Regions from separate parts of the Sus scrofa genome. Here region 2 is linked to region 1. The links are chromatin contacts, called in public HiChIP or PLAC-seq maps. All regions are on one chromosome and are shown on one strand. Each heading gives the region's core, a stretch centred on a gene start, on an enhancer-like site or on the middle of the called end of the contact. The rest is flanking DNA. Distances are from core to core; before and after follow the strand shown. Region 1 holds the start of PIEZO1 (piezo-type mechanosensitive ion channel component 1). Region 2 holds the start of RNF166 (RING finger protein 166).

Region 1 (4,067 bases), core at 1,065-3,564:
ACAGCCGGGCACAGAGGGCAGCCGGCTGACCTGCACTCCCCGGAGCGCATCCCAGGCGGTTCTGTCCACACCAGGGCTGACTCAGACCCTCCTCCCCAACCTCAATGGGGTCATTGATTCCTGTCCTGAAAACCTTGCCGAGTTTCACCACCAAACACAGTCTGTCTGGGCGCCCAGGGCCCGGCGGCTCTGGGTCCCCACGTTCCTGGCCCACTGGAGCCCGCTCTGACCTATAAGAGACGTTGGCAGAGCCCACCTGGAGTGACTTAGCTCTAGAAAGGCTCTCAGAATGAAAGCACCCACAGCCACCACGGTCTGACAGATTTCCACCCAAAAGGCCGACTCACAAGGGAAACTCCCAGATTGACTTCAATCGCGCGGCTCCATTTCACTCCCAGCAGAGACGGCGCCGCGGAGGGAGCCCAGGGCCAAGGGCCACAGTGTGAAGGGTGAAATGCATCTCGGGCACTCTGCCCTGGGCACACAGGGAGACCAGGAGGGGTGTGGAGGGAGGGGCCATGGCGCACAGAGAACCACAGCTACGTGCTTTCTTTCCGGAAGGGGCACCAATGCCATGCCAGCAGGGGACACGGATGCCCTGAACTCTCCTACCAAGGCCAGAGCCTCCTGGGGGGGCGTTCCCTCCCCCAGCCCAGGACAGCCCGCCCGGCCCCTCCCGCGGCACCGCCGAGGAAGCCAGGGCACCAGGAAGGCAGGGAGGAACCCCGACTAGTTTTTCCAGAGTCCGGCGAGGGGTGGGGACACGGGAAGGGGAAGAGCAAAGGGGGCCAAGCCCAGGGCACGACAGTTAGTTCTGCTCCGGAGGCTCCGGATTAAACAGCTCCAGGCAGGAAGCCCGCCTTCTCCCAGATTGGTCAGGAAGTCCTGATGCAAGTTTGCGCGTTTTCTTTCTCTCTCTCTCTCTCTTTTTTTTTTTTTTTTAACACGAAGAAGAAAAAGAGATTCGCGCCCCCTCGCCAGTGTCCCAGCCCCCCCGCGTAGGGGCCCGACACCCCCTTCCCCACTCCCCCTACCCCGAGAGCCCCGGACGGGGACGCGAGCCGCGCCCTCTCCGGGGGGCGCTCGCCGCCCGCCCCCGTGGGCGCCCGGGTGCCATCTGCCGCCACCCCGCCGCCGCCCTCCCAGCCTGGCGCTCGGACGCGGCCCCGGCCTCCCCGGCGCTCTCATGCTTCTGGAATGCGGGCGCCAGGGCTGCGCGTCCCGGGGAATCTCCGCGCCCGCCCGCGCACAGTCCTCGCCCGGACCAGCCTCGCCGAGCGGCGGCCCGGACGTCAAGCCGGGCGCCGGAACGAACGCGCAGACCCGGTCGCAGCCCAGAGCCCGCCGCGCCCGCCCCCACTCACCGGCCAGGAGCGCGAAGGGCAGCAGCAGCCAGTAGAGGACCGCGCAGAGCACGTGCGGCTCCATGCCCGAGGGGCCCGCGGGGCCGGTCCGGGACTGCGCGGCCGCCGCCGCGGCGCTAAGGGGCGGCGTGGGGGACCCGGGGCCGGCGCGCCATGGCGCACAGGGCGGGTCGCCGCACGTGCCGCGCGCCGCGGCCAGGACCCCGGCTGGTCGGCGGGGACCGGGCGCCTCCGCGCCGCCGCCGCCGCCTCTTGCTCGGGCCGGGGCCCGCCGCGCCCCACCGGAGCCGACGGCCCGGGTCTGCGCTCGCTCGGGTGTCAGCCCTGCCCCGTGGCGGAGTGCGCGGCGCTCGCAGGCTGAGCAGGGCCGGACGCGGCTCGGCGGCTCCCTCCTCCCTCGGCCCGCCCGCGGGCTTTTATAAGCTCGGCCCCCGCCCTCCCAGCGTGCCCGCCCCCGCGCCTCCCCGACGGCCCGGCGCGCCCGGGCACCCGCTCTACTGCTCCACGCGGCACGCACGCCCAGCCGGCCCTCCCGGCCGGGGCCGGGCAGCGGGCAGCTCGGACCCCCGTGCGACGCACGCCCCGAGAAGACCCTCACCTTCACCAGCCTTGGCGCTGCCGCTCGGCGCCGCGTGGGGACGGGCAGGGGCCGCTTCTCCCTCGGCGGGGCCGGCTGGAGCGGCCAAGGAAGGCTCCCTGGCGCGGGGCGTCCCTGCGCAGCGTCCCACGCGCAACGACGTCCCGCGGGGCCAGAGCGGCTGAGGCTTTGCGCCCGCGGATGTGGGCCCGCAGCGCCCCCTGGGGACCGAGGGCTGGCTCGGAGGCTCCTCCGGTAGGGCCAGGGCGGCCGCCAGGCTGGGGGTCAGGGGCGAGGCCCGGTGAGGTCCGACCGGGACTGCTTGCACCCGCGCGTGCCACCACCAGCCCTGCCCCATGACTGCGCCGTAGGAGGGCAGCGAGAGCTGCCCTTGGGAGGACAGGCCGGGGTCTGAGCCTAGGATGTCCTGGGCGCTTCACCCTGGCCACCCGGGTTTGGCTTTTTGCGCCCTTGAGTTGGGCTGGGAAAGGAGAAGTCGCTGCACAGGGTGAGAGGCAGAGCCCACCTGGGGCTGGGGCGGCTGGACTCAGGACCCAGGCTGGCGAGGGCCCTGAGGACCCAGAGAGCCTCAGCCCTGCCAGACTCCAACACAGGCCCAGGGCCTCCCATTCCTCAAAAGCCAGAAGTGCAGCTCAGCCAGGGTCCCAGGGCCCACCTGTAAAATACAGCCTTTCCCAGCCTCTAGAGATGGCTGGGACCACCCTGAAGGTCAGGCCGGAACCTGGCCACCGGGGGCTGTCCCTTGGCAGCGATTGTGGCCAGGGTCTTGGAGCTGCACCACGGTCAACAGAGCCGAGAGAAGGATACCCACAGTGGCTCCCCCGGCTGATGACCTTCTGCCCAGGAGGCCAGACCCCTTTCTGTGCCTCGGGGGCATCTCTGAGATGGGGTGGTGGCCCTGCTGCAGAAAGGTGACTTTTTAATTTGCTTTTTAGGGCCACACCTGTGGCAGTATAGAAGTTCTCAGCCGGGGGTCCAATCGGAGCTGCAGCTGCCAGCCTATGCCACAGCCATGGCCACGTCAGACCCAAGCCGCGTCTTTGACCTACATGACAGCTCAGGGCAACACTGGATCCCTAACTCACTGAGTGGAAATGGGGCTCGAACTCGGATCCTCATGGATACTATTCAGGTTCTAAACCCGCTGAGCCACGATGAGAACTCCCCCTCAGTCATTCTTAACTGGGCTGTGGGCTGGAGCGGGGGGCTCTCCCAAAGAAATGGGCAGAACAGACCTCAAGGTTAGGGCTCCCCTGTCCTCTGCCTGGCCTGCCCTAGGGGTGATCGGGGGCAGCCGGAGGGCCCTTCCTGGGACACTGATGTCCACCTGCGCGGGACCTCACCTGCATGAAAGGTTTATTTTTATTTTTTATTACTCAATGAATTTTATTACATTTACAGTTGTACAAGAATCGTCACAACCAAATTTTATAGCACTTCCATCCCAAAACCTCAGTGCATTCCCCCACCCCCCCGACCTGTCTCATTTGGAAACCATAGTTTTTCAAAGTCTGTGAGTCACTATCTGTTCTGCAAAGTTCACTGTGGCCTTTTTTTTTTTTTTGGAGTCCACATGTCAGGGATAGCCTTTGGCGTTGTCTGACTGACCTCACTTAGCATGATAATTTTATGTAAATTGGTGCAACCACTGTGGAAAACAGTATGGAGATTGCTTAGAAAACTAAAAATAGAATTACCATTTGATCCTGCAATCCCACTCCTGGGCATCTATCCCGAAAAAACCATGACTCAAAAAGATAAATGTTCTCCAGTGTTCATTGCAGCCCTATATACAATAGCCAAGACATGGAAACAACCTAAATGTCCATCAATAGACAGAGGAGTGGATAAAGAAGATGTGGTACAAATACACAATGGAATATTACTCAGCCATCAAAAGGAAAGAAAGAACGGCACTTGCATGAAGCTGTAAATGCAAAAACAGCAAAAAGCTTAAAAACCACTCCCTTAAGCCAAGTCCTTCTAAGGCTTAGGATACAAGGTTTTAGACTCTGTCCCAAGAGCAAAGTCTGAGGGGGAACTGGAGGACTCAGAATGAGGCTGCAGGGAGGACAGCCCTGGGGGTCAGGCCCCCACCCCCAGCT
Region 2 (4,067 bases), core at 401-2,900, 62 kb before region 1:
CAGTTTGTGTGGGTCTGTATTCCGAAAACCACTTTTTCAGAAAACACTTAATCGGAAAAAGCGAAAACAGATTTGTGCTGAGCAGAAGAGCCAAACCACCACAGCCCAGCGGGGCTGGGTGAGTGTTGAAACCAACTGAAGCCTAGGAAAGGCTTTCTAAAATTAGGCCCCGGGACAGCCCTGCAGTTCCCTCAGGGACGGGCTGAAAGATGCCGAGCAGAGCTTACAACACCCACGAGTGTGTGCTTACAAGAAGGAAGCTCTGCGCAGAGGCCGCCCCGCCAACACCTCACAAACGGCCTGGAGAAGGGACACACAGTGCACCTTCAGGACAAGCCCGCAGGGCTCCCTGGGTGTGAGCAGGTGCCTGTCCTGCCATGCGCATGCTGTGTATGTGTGTGCGTGTCTGCGTGTGCAGGCTTCCCAGCTCCTGACACCATGGATGCCACCTCCCTGGGTGATGAGCAGCACACACTCAGCAGGTCCAGCTCCTTCCAGGTTAGCTGGCTTTGTTTGCAAAATGTGCTAGGGCCTCCTACCAGCCTGGGTGCACTTGGCCCCACCTCTTCAGCAGCTCTGCTGGCAGCCGGGCCCTCCTGCCCCCTCTCCCCACCCTGCTAATTTCACTCAAGAGCTGTATTATTCAGAGCTCAGGAGAGCTGGAGAGCAGGCACTCTGATCTCGGCCCCCTCCCAGCCAGGCTGGCAGCTCCCAGAAGACTGGAGTGCGGTGCTCATCGGGAAGGAGAGCCGCATGCTCAGGTTTCCGTTCCTGAAACCACCGGGTCCTGGCACAGCTGGAAACCTTTAACAAGGTGTGTGGCACCTGGTCTCCTGGGGGCCAGCCTGCATGGCTGGTCAGTGATGGATGAGACCCAAGTTCTCCATCAAAACAAAACAGCATCAGACTCCAAACAAGCCTATGCCCCAACTTTAGGGAACTCCTCTCCTCTGCAGTCAAGACAGGCAGACAGCGGGTCCGAAAAAGAGTTGACAGCAAAAGCTACAAGACATTTATTTACAACTGTCCACCCCGGTCTCCACGGGACCAGATCGAAGGCGACCGGCGCAGAGTTCGCGCCTGCTGCGCTCTGAGTCCCCAGGGAGGCCTGCCGAGGCCGTCAGCGGCCCCCGGGGCACCCGACACCGGGCAGGGCTGCTGGTCGGCCCGGTCTGACAACGGAGGGGTCGGGTCGAGAGCCCAGGGCGGGCGGGCAGGAGGCTGGGCTGAGGCGGATGAACGCGCCCCAAAGGGCAGAAACGGCTCTGCCCCAGGGGCCCCGCGCCCTCCCGCCCCCTAAGTTCTCCGCGCGCCGGGGCTGTGCCAGGGCGGCTGCAGGGCCCTGCCCGCGGCGGTGCCCGACCCCGCGGCCTCCTGAAGGCCGGCGCACTCACGTGTGGCCGCAGCTGCCGATGGCCACGGGCCGGTGGTAGACCTCTAGGCAGATGGGGCAGCTGTACTGCGCTTCCAAACCGCTGTCGCCGCCCGCAGGCCCGCCCGGTGGCTGCCGCTGCTGAGCGGACGCCACCAGGCTGCGGAACATCGCCATCCCGGGGCCGGCCCGCCGCCGCCGCCGCCGCCGCCGCCCCTGTCCCGGCCCTGCCCGGCCCGGCCAGCGCGTCACAGCCGCGACGGCGCCGAGCTGACGTCACAGGGAGCGCCCGTCCCAGACCCTCGCGTCACAGTCGCGCTGGCGTCTCGGTGACGTCATAGAGAACGCCAGCGGCCACCCCGCCCCCCTGGACGTCACAGCCGCGCCCGCGCCGCGGTGACGTAGTCGGAGCGCGCCTCGCCGCTGCGGTTTAAGGAGCGACTTGGCGAAGCCATGTGCGAGGTGGACGAGGACTACGGGGAGCCCTCGCCCGAGGGCCTGCAGCCTTCACGGCCCGGGTAAGAGTTGGGCGGCTTCCCCTCCGGCCGGCGGCGAGCTCTTGCCCCGTGGGCGGACCCGCGCTTTGTGGTCAGTCACGGGGGCTGCGCTCCGGGAATCCCGGCGTCCGCCGAGGGCGGGCCTTGGGCGTCGGGGGGCCTCCGTCGGGGGCCGAATCTCCCACCGCAGCACCGCGGGAGTGCCTGGCGGGCCGGCGCTGAGCACTGCAGGGAGAAGCTCGCTCTGCGCTCTCCCACCTTTAATTCTTGCAGCCAGTAGGGCGGCTTCGCCGCTCCCCTTACTCAGGAAAGTCGGAGCCCCTTTCTCTTCCACCCACTGACTCCACTTCTCCCTTCTGGGCCGCACGGAAGTTGTCTCTCTTCTGCCAGCCCCTGAGAGACTGAGAGGTGGCCGTTAAGAGGCCACTGAACCGGCTTTAGCAGACTAAAATCCCCTTCGGTCCCTGGCCTTTCCTCAGAGTGGTAGTTAGGATAAGACAAAAGCCCTGTTTCCTGGGGTATAACCCCCATTTGATCTCTCGCACGGCAGCTTGGGGTAAGAAGCAGGCTCCCATCTCCCTGATGCCCTTGGGAGGAGGTGTAATTTGCTTTCCTGTTTTTTCTTCCCCTTTCCAAAGCCGTGAGCAGAAGTGTGTGAAGTGCAAGGAAGGCCTGCCTGTCGTGGTGATCCGAGCAGGAGATGCCTTCTGCAGGTGAGCCCTCACTCAGCAGCCAGGGCTGCCCCCGCATCTCTGGCTTAATTTCTCGGCATTGGAAAGCCTTTTGTCCCTTTCCTTTTCGTTCGTACGTTCCGGGACTGGGGAGTGGGGGATGGGTGTGTGTGTAGGTGTTGGTTCCTGATGTGAGTACCGTTCTCCATGGGTCAGGATCTGTTTTCTCCATTATCCAGCCGTGGATCAGGTGGCAGGAAGGTATTGATGGAGCTTATGGGGAGAGTTGGGAATGCAGGTGCTGCGGGGTAGGGGGGAAGCGCCATCCCGGCAGCAGGAACACATCTAGGGCAGATGAGAGCAGCCTGGGATCTTTGGCAGGTGTTCTGGATGATGCTTGCTTTACTTGTGAGACAGGGAGGATGGAAGGAGGGCTCTAGTCTCTTCCTCCAGCTCTGAGGCTTTGGGCAGAGGGGAGCCTTAGTCCCAGAGAGGCCTGAGCGTGTTCTGTTTTATCTGAAGCCCTTTGTGGTCCCTCACATAACCCTGGAATGAAAACCCTCCAGGTGTTTGATCATGTGCCCAAGGACAGGGTCTGTCTCCCGTTTTATTCCTGTTAATTTCTGGTGGTGGTGCATGCTTTGTATAGCAAAGAACGCTTATTGAATGAGTGGCTGACAGTTTTATATTTAAAGTTTTTATTTTATTATAGCAGATTTACCACGTCAAATTCTGCCAAATTCTGCTGTGCAGTTTTATGTACTTTTTTTTCTTACATTGTCCTCTGTTCTGTTCCATCACAAGTGATTGGATATAGTTCTCTATGCTGCACAGCAGGATCTCATTGCGTATCCATCCAAATGCAATAGTTTGCATCTTCTGACCCCAAACTCCCAGTCCCTCCCCCTCCCCCTCCTCCCTGGCAGACACAAGTCTGTCCTCCATGTCCATGGGCTGTTTCTGTTGTGTAGATAGATCATTTGTGCCATATCTTATTTAATTATTTTATTTTTTGGTCTTGTATTTGTTTTTTTTTTTTTTTTTTTTTTTTTTAGGGCTGAACCCCTGGCATATGGAGGTTCCCAGGCTAGGGGTCAATTTGGAGGTGTAGCTGCTGGGCTACACCACAGCCACAGCAACACCAGATCCTTAACCCACCGAGCGAGGCCAGGGATCCAACCTGCTTCCTCCTGGATACTAGTCAGATTTGTTTCCTCTGATCAACAACAGGAACTCCATCATTTGTGCCATATTTTAGACTTAATATGTAGGTGATATCATGTGGTGTCAGTTTTTCTGACTTTTCATTCAGTGTGAGAGTCTCTAGTTCCATCCGTGCTGCTGTAAATGGCATTATTTTGTCCTTTTTGATGGCTGAGTAGTATTCCATCGTATACACGCACCACATCTTCTTAACCCATTCGTTTGTTGATGGACGTTTAGGTTGTTTCCATGTCTTGGCTGTTGTGGATGGTGCTGCAATGAACATATGGGTGCATGTGTCCTTTTCATTGAAAGTTTTGTCCG

The links. HiChIP or PLAC-seq counts read pairs in DNA pulled down with a chosen protein or histone mark.
Region 2: an H3K27ac HiChIP or PLAC-seq map of alveolar macrophages shows a contact between it and region 1. The contact joins the promoter of RNF166 here to the promoter of PIEZO1 in region 1. A contact is called at or near these places in 10 of 47 Hi-C or Micro-C datasets (alveolar macrophages, blood, fetal skeletal muscle and 4 more) and 2 of 2 datasets of contacts at active chromatin or transcription factors (alveolar macrophages and skeletal muscle).

The regions. Positions count from the first base shown.
Region 1 is chr6:912,727-916,793 of Sscrofa11.1, reverse strand. PIEZO1 (piezo-type mechanosensitive ion channel component 1) reads right to left here and starts at 2,314. Exons shown (of 50, transcript XM_021093655.1): 1 at 1,963-2,314. The coding sequence starts at 2,299.
Region 2 is chr6:974,540-978,606 of Sscrofa11.1, reverse strand. It overlaps RNF166 (RING finger protein 166), which reads right to left and starts at 1,650. Exons shown (of 6, transcript XM_021093662.1): 1 at 1,395-1,650. The coding sequence starts at 1,549. It overlaps CTU2 (cytoplasmic tRNA 2-thiolation protein 2), which reads left to right and starts at 1,726. Exons shown (of 16, transcript XM_021093659.1): 1 at 1,726-1,890; 2 at 2,508-2,582. The coding sequence starts at 1,826.